Linked DNA regions of Zea mays: region 1 is linked to region 2. The links are chromatin contacts, called in public Hi-C maps. All regions are on one chromosome and are shown on one strand. The core of a region is the stretch at or near the end of the contact, and the rest is flanking DNA. Distances in the headings are between cores, read along the strand shown. Region 1 overlaps LOC100284269 (dihydrolipoyllysine-residue succinyltransferase component of 2-oxoglutarate dehydrogenase complex). Region 2 holds the start of LOC100501426.

What was found. Hi-C and Micro-C count contacts between places; a contact is called where the count stands out from the background.
Region 1: a contact with region 2 is called in a Hi-C map of tassel, with 3 times the contacts expected there. The contact joins the enhancer-like site here to the promoter of LOC100501426 in region 2. A contact is called at or near these places in 5 of 25 Hi-C or Micro-C datasets (ear, leaf and tassel).

Annotation. Positions count from the first base shown.
Region 1 is chr2:68,902,575-68,908,206 of Zm-B73-REFERENCE-NAM-5.0, forward strand. It overlaps LOC100284269 (dihydrolipoyllysine-residue succinyltransferase component of 2-oxoglutarate dehydrogenase complex), which reads right to left. Exons shown (of 13, transcript NM_001157164.2): 10 at 5,591-5,632; 11 at 5,405-5,515; 12 at 4,812-5,006; 13 at 4,122-4,724. The coding sequence ends at 4,533. Among protein-coding and RNA genes, the nearest start is that of LOC100284269, 19 kb to the right of the region's middle. Within about 2 kb of position 3,672, at least 16 of the 20 cell types and tissues checked have an H3K27ac peak or open chromatin away from gene starts, as enhancers often do. A contact at or near this core is called in ear, leaf and tassel, where this site is marked.
Region 2 is chr2:68,674,775-68,680,718 of Zm-B73-REFERENCE-NAM-5.0, forward strand. LOC100501426 reads left to right here and starts at 4,134. Exons shown (of 6, transcript NM_001362573.1): 1 at 4,134-4,238; 2 at 5,696-5,944. The coding sequence starts at 5,809.

The DNA of each region.
Region 1 (5,632 bases), core at 2,422-4,921, 230 kb after region 2:
CTCTAGTAATCTTCTTCATATTTGTTTTCGCTATCGATTCAATGAAGCCCAGATTTTTCTCCTCAGAAAGGCTCAGTTTCATTTCGGCAACAGCTTTCTTTTCCTGAGACATCTCTTTGAAAATGCTGAAAATGCGCTCGTACGGCCGAAGCTAAAAAATCTAGAAAGCTGGGCAAGCGTTTGTAGGCAAAGAGCTATTTGAGCAGGCAAAGCAGATGGCAAGAAAGCGTACCAAATGAGTTCGCGGTCGATCATATTTATACGCCCAGGGCGATGCAAATGGGAGGGTCCCGCTTGTCATTGACTGTTGCTATTCTGGCAAAGGGAAGGTGTTTTTTCGGACCTTCGGCTTAGGGCCTTCGTCCATATCGCAATCCGAATTTATCATCTTAATAAATTAGTATTGCGAGGGGCTACTGTTGGGGGCCTTTGGCTTACGATGGTCCTCAAAAACGTGATTTAACAATGTTTCTGGAGTGTAATACATGAACAGGTACCTTCGGACTTGGATCAAAATCACAGTGTGAAGAAGTACAAGGAATACGAAGAATGGCACAGAGCCGAAGTTATGCGCAGGGGAGCTTCGGCATGATAGCAGAAAAGGAAACCGACTTAAAGATGAAAAGGCTATTTAGACCTCGATGGATTACTATAAAGTTATTAGCAAATGTAAAGGACATGGGTGTAATTTTACATGGGCTGCGTCCTGTGCCTATAAATAGATGAACAGTGCTCCCGTACGGTTCAGGCTGACTTGGCATTTGCTTTTGCGTCACGCTTGTACTTTTGCTTTCAAGCCGAAGGTACACTTGTAATTTAATGTCATTTCTATTTTTCCGTGTTAATAAAATAGAAATGAGTTAATAATGATATATAAATGTTCATGTTATCTTTTATATTTCATGTGTTTCTCATTTTCACTATCATATACCGTAGTGATGAAGATATGTCTTCCATGACCTTCGTCCGAAGATCGTTATATCCGAAGGGAAATAATGCTTCGAAGGACGAAGGACATTAATTATTTAACCTTCTCTTGTGTTGCCTTGTTTTTAACTCATAGCATTTGAGAACAAGTCCCCAACAGTATCTTTGTCGTATTATATCTACTCAAGGTGTTGCCACAGATCCAGCAAAGACATCAACTATGAGGCAATGGCCACAACCTACTAATTCCACCGAGATCAGGCCTTTTCTGGGGTTAACCAGTTATTACAGAATCTTTGTCAAGAATTATGGCACTATTGCCAAACCTCTAACCCAACTATTGCAGAAAGGAAAATTTACTTGGACTGAGGAATCCATATAGGCTTTCCAGATGTTGAAACAGGCTATGAGCTCCACATCTGTTCTTGCATTACCTGATTTTCACAAGCCCTTTGTGGTGGAGACTGTTGCCAGTGATCATGGTCTAGGAGCAGTGTTAATGCAGCAAGGCAGGCCACTGGCATTCCTGACCAAAGCTTTGGGAGCACAAAATCAGTTTTTGCCAATCTATGACAAGGAGTTCTTAGCCTTGATAATAGGTGTGGACAAATGGAGACATTACTTGCAGAGGAGTGAATTTGAAATCCATACTGACCATAAGGCTCTTAGTTTTCTAGGTCAGCAGGAACTTCATTCTGATTTGCAACGGAAGGCTATGGCCAAAATGATGGGCTTACAATTTATGGTGATCTACAAGCAAGGAAAAGACAATATTGTGCCTAATGCCTTGTCCAGAATGGGTCATCTAATGGTTTTAACTACCATTAGTGAAGTTCAACCCTTGTGTATCTAAGAAGTTTTAAATTCCTATTATACTGACCCTGAGGCACAATAGTTAATAGCCCAACTGAGTGTTCAGAGCCCTGATGACAAACGATACCAGTTGTGCAAAGGTTTGATTCGCAAAGGCAGTCTGATCTAGATTAGTAACAACTCTGCACTCAAAACTAAAATAGTAGCCGCTCTACATGACAGTGCTTTGGGGGGGCATTCTGGTGTCCAGGCTACTTACCAACGAGTGAAGAAGCTATTTCACTAGAAAGTCAAGGAGGTGGATGTGGAGGACTATGTGAAACAATGTGCAACTTGTCAACAAGCTAAGGGTGAGAGGGTGCATCCTCCAAGCTTACTTCAACCTCTACCAGTACCTCAGGGTGCTTGGCAGGATATCACCTTGGATTTTATTGAGAAGCATCCAATATCAGAAGGGTATGACACTATTTTGGTTATGGTAGACCTTTTTACTAAGTATGCACATTTTGTGGCTCTTAAACACCCCTTTACAGCAGTCCAAGTGGCTCAGGTCATGTTGGATCAGGTGGTAAGACTGCATGAGATGCTCGTGAGTGATCGGGACAAGGTGTTTACAAGTATTTTTGGACACATCTGTTCAAACTCATGGGAACTAAGCTCAATTTAAGCACCGCATATCATCCTCAGTCTGATGGACAAAGCGAGCATGTTAATCAGTGCCTGGAAATGTACCTTCGTTGTGATGTGCATGCTCAACCCAAGAAATGGAAATCCTGGCTTCCTGTGGCCGAATTCTGGTATAACACTTCGTATCACACCACTCTGGGTTGTTCTCCATTCAAAGCCTATATGGTTATGAGCTCATGTGGTGTCATCTAAGACTGACAAAGATGTGGCCGAGTTGATAACTGCCTTTTCTTCACTTCTACGAGAATAGTTGGCTGCCGCTTGCAACCGAATGAAGCTGTAGGTAGACAGGTTCAGGACTGAACGTCAGTTTCAAATGGGTGAGCTTGTACTCCTCAAACTGCAACCGTATGCTCAGCACTCGGTGGTCAATCGTCCTTGCCCGAAGTTGGCCTTTAAGTTTTTTGGGCCATACAAATATCTGGAGAGAATTGGCGAAGTTGCTTATCCCTTGGAGTTGCCACCATCAGCACAAGTTCATCTAATTTTCCACGTGTCACAGCTGAAGTCATTTACATCCAATTATACTCATGTTTTCTCCACCCTACCTAGGTACAATGAGCTCGCTCAGCATGATGTGGTGCCTGAAGAAATTTTGGAGCGTCGGTTGGTCAAGAAAGGAGGTCATGCTATCCCACAAGTCCTCATCCGTTGGAGCAATATTCCTCGTGAGTCGGCTACTTGTCGAAGATCCCTCATTCCATTGCTTGGGGACAAGCAAGTGCTCGGGAGGGGGCAGATGTCACGCCCGGGATCCAGGGTGACGTGTAGGGAGAGGGCTCAGGCGCAGGGGAACCTGAAGAACCGAATGGAGAACTCTAAGGCTATCCGCAGTCGCTACTGCAAACAGGAACTGTAAATTTTTACAGCTCTCACAAACGATGCAGCGGTAGACTGCAACAGGAACTGTAAATTTTTACGGCTCTCAGGAACTTCACAGCTAGCGCACCTTCTGCGGTGGACTGAATAATCTCCCTCCTCTTTCTATTGGCTGCTAGTTGGATGTGGAAAGGAAAGAGGTGAAAATAAATAATAGAATATATGGTATATGGTATAAGGTAGATATTTAGAGTGAATATGACCGCGGAGTATTATGGGATAGGGTAGAGAATCTCGCTGAACAGGATGAAATATTCCTTTTAGAGTAGAAATTTAGGGTTCTATGAGTGCGGATAGCCTAAAGCGGTGTCAGACCGAAAACAGTGCTCAGATGTGGCTGTATGGATTGGGTTGTAATGTGTGGGCCATGTGTGCCTGTCGAGTTGGGCCATGTGTGGGTCGCGGCGTGAGATGGGTTAAATACTGTAAACACTTGGTGGTTTGGTTGTCGAATAAACAGAACACATACCTTGACGTTGTCCCTCACGGCGACGGCGATCACGAGCGCTCACGTCCCGGCGAACTCATCGGCGGCCATGGGCATAACAGAGCGAAATCATAGGATGTACATATGCAATGGCGATACAGATCGGTTGTTTGGTTCAAATCGTGCCCACGACGAAGAAAACAGCGACAAATGCAGTTCAGCAGTCACGCGGGGAGCAAAGGGAGGGGTCATAGGATGTACCGTTGCAATGGCGATAAAGCTTATCCAACGAAGGAAACGGTGACGAATGCGGTTCGGCGACCGCACAGGGAGCGAAAGAAGGGGCAGACAACGGATTATTGCGGGTTTATTTAAGCAAATTTGAAGACTGTTTTTATAAAATTGTGACCGTGGAACTGTTGAACCATGAAAACTTATGCTTTATAATAGTAGAGATGTAATGCAGCCCAACTCTTTTGAGTCGCAGACTGGCCAGCTGGAGGCGAAATTGTGAACCAACAAACAAAAATGCAGCAGCTTCTATTGCTCTTGCATGGCAAATAAAATTACTGGGAACTGCATCCCGAAATGGAGCATCTTATACCCGAAAATGAAACATGACCTCACATTGAGTTGAGTTTGCTGCTCTCTTCTACGATTATAGAGAAAAACCTCACTGTATCCTCAGCTCAGAATTCGTCTTTCCGAGGAAGCAATTCTTTTTCATCAGTCAAAAATTTGCATGGTATTATTTCCAGAAAGCACAAAACAGTCGGCGGGAAAGCACTGGTAAGTAACTTTATATGTCAAGCAGCAACCTCCTGGGGTCCTCAACGACATCCTTGATGCGACGGAGGAAGAATACAGCCTCTCTGCCATCGATCAGCCTGTGGTCATATGTCAGCGCAAGGAACATCATTGGCCTTGCGAGAATGTCACCATTCACAACCACAGGGCGTTGCACAATGGAATGCATCCCCAGAATTGACGACTGCATTTCACATAGATCATGTTTCAGATCAATATAAACATCTGCATGCTACAAATGTGTTGCAACTGATAAATGTTTAGTAGCTACCTGTGGGGGGTTGATGATAGGTGTGCTGAGGAGGCTTCCATAGACACCACCATTGGAGATAGTGAATGTTCCTCCTGCCATGTCATCAATCGAGAGCGCCCCCTCATTTGCCTTCTTTGCAAGGTTGTTTATCCCTTTCTCAATGTCAGCAAAGTTCATGGTATCAGCATCTCGGATAACAGGCACCACAAGGCCCTGGAGAAGTTTCAGTCAGTGATATACATAGTAAATACACCATCCCAAACTATAGGCTGTTTTGTGTTTTGGCTTTTCTAGGTACAATAGCTTTAGGATAGAGGGTGAGAAAAAAAGATGAGACAGCAATCACCAGAGTAGCAAGTACTCTATCCTAAAAAGAATGCAATTCTAGTACAATATCATGTTTTAACATCTTCAGTGCAACCAACTATAGATAAAAACATCAAATAAATACAATTAGTTAGCTACGAAATTTATTTTCATAATAAATTGATTTGGAGCCTTGAACGTGAATACTACACTAGAAACTTGATCAAATGTGAACTAGTTTAACGGGCACGCAACGCAACCCATGGTTGCATTCTTTTTGGGTCAGGGAGTAAGCAATATGGCACCTTGGAAGTGCCAACAGCAACACTGACGTCTACGTAGTCTCTGTATATGATGTCATCGCCATCAATGACAGCATTAACAATTGGCTGGTTTTGAAGTGCAGAAACAGCAGCCTGACAAAATAAATAAAATTAGCCAGCCATATAAATGTATGGTTCAAAAGCTTTGCAACACATAAGACTAAGTACCTTGACAAAGCAAGACATAAGACCCAATTTGACACCATGCTT
Region 2 (5,944 bases), core at 2,884-5,383:
CAACTGGATAGAGTCGACAACGCTAGATCTCCTGAGCTCGTATCCCTTCTTGGGCGCTGCATGATCTTCTGGTGTCTTATCCTACCACCTTGTCCCGTCTTATCGAAGCACAAGCCTTGATGTAGGTTGCGGCATAGCCTGATACGATGACGTGCGTAGGGTGTAACGGGCGGTGTCATCTAGTGTTCTCCATCTGTCTCTTCATGCCTTGATAACGCACGAAATAGTAGAAGTCATTATGAAAGACGTCCAAATGGTGCCCTAGGTCAATGCCCCTTGCCTCGACAACGTGCGAGTAACGGTAAAAGTCACATGTTACAATCTTGGCATGCTAGACACATTTAATGCGGGGATACGCTACCCGCTGCTGGCGTGGGTAAGTACACATCCCATTTGTACTCAATGCTGGCGGGCCTATGTTAGAGGCTTTCGTCAAGCATCGTCTGATGGCTTATGCTAGGGGCGTCTGGCCACGTGTTAGCACCAGACCCTTGCCTGGACGAGGGACAGACCTAGGGATAAGTGGTGACACTGTTTTCCCAAGCCTTTCTTGACCGTGGGCTCGACCCGCACCTGAAGGGGTCCAGGCTCCTACCACCCCGACCTAGACACGTGGTGACTCTATACCTCAACTGGTCTGAGGTCCGGATGACCTTTTCGATGCTTGGAGGCGTTCTGAAGGCTTGGTGTTGTAACCAGAGAACGCCTTCTCCTTCGGGGCTTTATGTTCCCTCCGGATCCCTTTGTCTGGGAATCCGTTGGGCCACAAGGAGGTCCGGGTCCTATTTGCAGGATCCCAGACCTATAACTGAAGTTATTGATTCTGCTATTTATGGGGCTTGATGGAGATGGTGAACGAGCCCAGGAGGCGAACCTGGCCTGGTCATGACTTCATATGGTGGACCTTAGCCCCGTGTTGGGTCGGCTGGCCGTAAAATCCTTAACGGTGGCCCCCGAGGACTCATCTTGACACCCTGTATTCAGGGTACTGATAATCCTTATTTGTGATTTGCCTTTTCCTCTCCCTCCTATTTATAGTTCACTTGCTTGTGTTTGATTTCATATCAAATTAAGTTGCTCCCAAGTAGTCTGCAATCATTTGAGCAACATGTGTAAGTTGAACTATTTTTCTCGCACTCGGATTCTACTTGTTCTCGTTCTAAAGCTAACCCGAGATTGAAGTTTATGATTTAAGTTGTAAATTTTAGATTTCGCTTATTTACCCTTACTTTAGACGACTTTCACCATTTTGACTCTACCTCAACAAAACCACCTATCAAGATAGGTGGTTGACCATGTAGAAGTAGTTTGAATGATGGTATGGTTATTGGTTAATGAACTCTTTATTTTTAGTTTCATGCCAAAATCAAATGAGACAATAGTAGGATGACAAACAATGAACTTATTTTGCAAGAAATGCTAGAGAAAAAGTTTTGTGGATCTATCGACTTAAATCAAATACACCCGAACAAATAAAATCAAAATGTTTACGTTGGACAGTGTCGGGGACCATAATTAGGGGTACCCTCAAGGCTCCTAATTCTCAGCTAGTAACCCCCATCAGCATAAAGCTGCAAAGGCCTGATGGGTGCGATTAAGTCAGGGATCGGTCCATTCGAGGGACTCGATCACGCCTCGCCCGAGCCTAGCCTCGGACGAGGGCAGCCGAACCCGGAGGATCTCCGCCTCGCCCGAGGCCCCCCTCCAGCGGCAAACATATCTCCGGCTCGCCCGAGGCCATGTCTTCGCCAAGAAGCAACCCTGACCAAATCGCCACGCCGACCGACCAAATCGCAGGAGCATTTAATGCAAAGGTGGCCTGACACCTTTATCCTGACGCGCGCCCTTCAGTCGACAGAGCCGAAGTGACCGCCGTCACTTCGCCGCTCCACTGACCGGCCTGACAGAAAGACAGCGCCGCCTGCGCCGCTCCGACTGCGGTGCCACTCGACAGAGTGAGGCTGACAGGCAGTCAGGCCCGGCCGCAGGCGCCATAGGAAGCTCCGCTCCGCCCGACCCAGGGCTCGGACTCGGGCTAAGCCCCGGAAGATGGCGAACTCCGCTCCGCCCGACCCAGGGCTCGGACTCGGGCTAAGCCCCGGAAGACGGCGAACTCCGCTCCGCCCGACCCAGGGCTCGGACTTGGGCTCAGCCCCAGAAGACGACGAACTCCGCTCCGCCCGACCCAGGGCTCAGACTTGGGCTCAGCCCTAGAAGACGACGAACTCCGCTTCGCCCGACCCCAGGGCTCGGACTCAGCCCTGGCTTCAGCCGACGGTCTCCGCCTCGCCCGACCCAGGGGCTCGGACTCGACCACGGTCACGGAAGACAGACTCGACCTCGGCCTCGTAGGAGCCTCCACATCACCCAACCTAGGGCGCGGGCCAGCCACGTCAACAGGAGGTGCCATCATTACCCTACCCCGAGCTGACTCAGGCTACGGGGAACAAGATCGGCGTCCCATCTGGCTCGCTCCGCCAGATAGGCAATGATAGCGCCCCACACACTCCCTGACGACGGCGGCTCTCGGCCCCCTTACGGAAGCAAGAGGACGTCAGCAAGGACTCAACCGTCCCGATAGCTGTCCTTCCGCCAGGCTCCAGCGCTCCTCCGACAGCCACGACATCACACCAACTGGGTGCCAAAACCTCTCCGGCTGCCACGACGGCGTGTACTTAGGGCACTAGCTCCCCTCCGCTACACACGTAACACTCTGCTACACCTCCCATTGTACACCTGGATCCTCTCCTTACGTCTATAAAAGGAAGGACCAGGGCCCTCTTAGAGGGGGTTGGCCGCGCGGGGACGAGGATGAGACAGGCGCTCGCGTAAGGCCGCTCGCTCCCTCGCCCGCGTGGACGCTTGTAATCCCCTACTGCAAGCGCACCCGACCTGGGCGCGGGACGAACACGAAGGCCGCGGGATTTCCACCTCTCTCACGCCCGTCTCCGGCCACCTTTCTCCCCCCTTCGCGCTCGGCCTCGCGCCGACCCATCTAGGCTGGGGCACGCAGCGACATTTCACTCGTCGGCCCAGGGACCCCCCGGTCTCGAAACGCCGACAGACAGCTAACCGAATATGCAATACGATTCACATGGAAATAATTAAAAACATAGTTTATTTATTCTTTATTAATTAATACAAACATGTACCTATATTACTAGAGATAGCAATGAGTACCCGAAATCCGAAACCCGATGGGTTTTTCTCCCATTAGGGTATGAGTTTAGGTCAATTTTCATACTCATGGGTTTGTTAATAGACATAAATCTATACCCGACGGGGTTTATGGGTACAAGTTTGTTCCTATAGTACCCAAACTCGTGAACCCGTGAGTTTTTCAAACCCGACCAAACCTAGTGCATATTGTCATTTTATTTTATAAACGAACAACAAACTTATTATTCCTTATTTACTTCCTAATTTTTATCAAATGGTGAATGTATTAGTAGTCGGTGAGAGTGTTGCTTGCTATTATAGTTTTTATTAGCGTTATATGTGGTGGATGGATAACTTAGTGCAAGGTCACTTAATTATACAACTTATTATTTGTAATTCATTCTCTCCACTAATAATTTTTATACCAAATCATGAACTCATTGTTCATCACATAAATTTTTGACCATGATCTCATTAATCATTATGATACTTATTGATTATGAGAAGAACAAGTATATTGGAGATGAAACCCACGGGTAACCTGTGGGTACCCGCTAACCCGATGGATACGAGTTTAGGTAAAATCTAAAATCCGTTATGGGTACGAGTTTTTTTAATGAGTATAGATATTTTTCACGGGTACAGGTTTGGGATGACAAAAACCTAACAGAAGAAGACGATAATATTAATGAACATATATAATATTACCCCTATTTATTTAATGGGCATATATAATATTACCCCTACTTATTTACACCAGCCGATAATTAGTTCGAGGGCAATCGATTAGCGCTGTGGATAGAAATTGAAGCTCGGGTTCAGCAGCCTCGATCAAACAGCGCCAGAGCCAGAGGGCTGCGAGAGAGGACAGGACTGGACAAGAAAACTGAAATGAAAACATGACCAAGAACCCTACCCAACACGAGAAGCCCCAGGCCGAAATTACCGAAGCGCCCCTCGCCATTTAACCATCTCATCTCCTCACCTCCTCGACGGCGCGACTCCCTCGACCTCGCCCTCCTCCCCCCGCCTTGACGCTGTCGCCTGGTCCTCCGCGGTCGGCTGTCTCGATTCGATCGGTAAGCGCCGATTTCGTTCCGAGCGCCTCCGTTCCCTTGCCCAGCAGGCCGCAGCCCGCGGGAGGCCCGCGCGTGCGCTGCCCTGTCTTACCCGCGGAATTTATGGGGTGATGGGTGTACTGATGTGATTGCGGCGGCAGAGGCTCGTGATTTGTGCCTGGTTTTGTTTTTTTTTTGGGGGGGGGGGGGGGGGGGGGGGGCTTATTTCTGTTGGCTGGGAGGCTCGGACTGCAGTTCTTCATTGCCGGGGCTGTTGGCCTGTTGGGGCCACGGGATGGTCTGCACAAAATCACCTGTTCAGTCTTGACTCGACCAAGAGCTCTATTTGTCAAGCGGCGTAATTGGTGAAATTCTATCTGGAGTACAGAGTGGACAATTGAGGTCGATAAATAGAGAGGAACATTTCTGGGGCAATTATCTGTTGGAATGGTATGGCTGTTAGGTTTGTTTGTTTGCACTCCTCTTTGGGAGCACCGGAGCAGCATAGCACTGTGAATCATTTTATTGTTTCCAATGATAAGAGTGAGCCATTGAGTTTGGGTAGATCGGTAGATGTATTGATGCTGTCATACCAAATTCACATTGGTTTTTTAGTCTGTATGGGATTTGTTGGTCGCCATTTTGTGGAAAATATGTAGATATGTCATTCTGCTTGACCCTATGTACCTGTGTTTCTCTGGCTTGCAATTGCAATTGTAGCTGGGTCAAACCACATCTCTTTACTCACATTTTTTCCTGCTTATATTGTTTGTTCTGATCGACATGAATTTGTATTGAAAGAGAATGTGACAGTGGGTTAGTCTGTATGAAACTTCAGCTAATGGTTGTTGCTCAATAGTTTAGATGTGGTATCTCTTCAGTAATAGCAGTTTACTTCGATGAGTTTTACTATATCCACCATCTGGTAACAATTTAGTGATGTTTAACTTATTGAAGCCATTAGGGTGTGACTTGAACCAGTCTGTGTTTCCCATACTTTTTCTATGTTTCTAGGAGCTACATAATATGATTGGAGAGCAGAGAAATCCACCCACTATTTTTGTTGTGCCAACCGCTTGTATGTATGATGCTGGTTAAACTTAGGGAAGTTCAGCAAGGCGCACTGCTTCATATCGTTTTATTGCTGAGGTGGTATAAGGAAATCTATTAACATTGACAATTGGGTAAATGACTTGATTTGGTGTTTCACCTTAATCATTAAGCATAGACATGTTTTTTTTGTATATCCTGCTAGTATATCAGGTGGGGTTTGAAAAGCTGTGTTAAACTACCACTAATTCAGTTTCTGTTTTAAAGGGAAAATAGTGGCATGTGGCCTTGTCATTTTTCTGTTTTTCTGGGATTATCATCAGTTTATTTTCATTATTAGGTATATTACAAGCAACTTGTTATTCTGATCATACGATCAACTTTATATTCTGTCACTCATTGTTGTTTCTGTGTTCTTCCTCATGTAGTAATACATCGACAATAGGATTGAATCACTTCTTCAAGATTTGGAGTTGAAGGTGATAATCACATTGAATACAATCTAGATGATAAGTTTTCTGCTGTACTGGTTACCTTGAAGATGCTCAAAGAGTCATTATCACCAGTGCTGGATGCTGACAGAATAGAAGTTCCTTCACCAAAAGAAGAAAATAATTCGACAAATTCTGAAGCTGCTACAGATAGCGAAGACATTGAAATCAGCGATGATGATGACC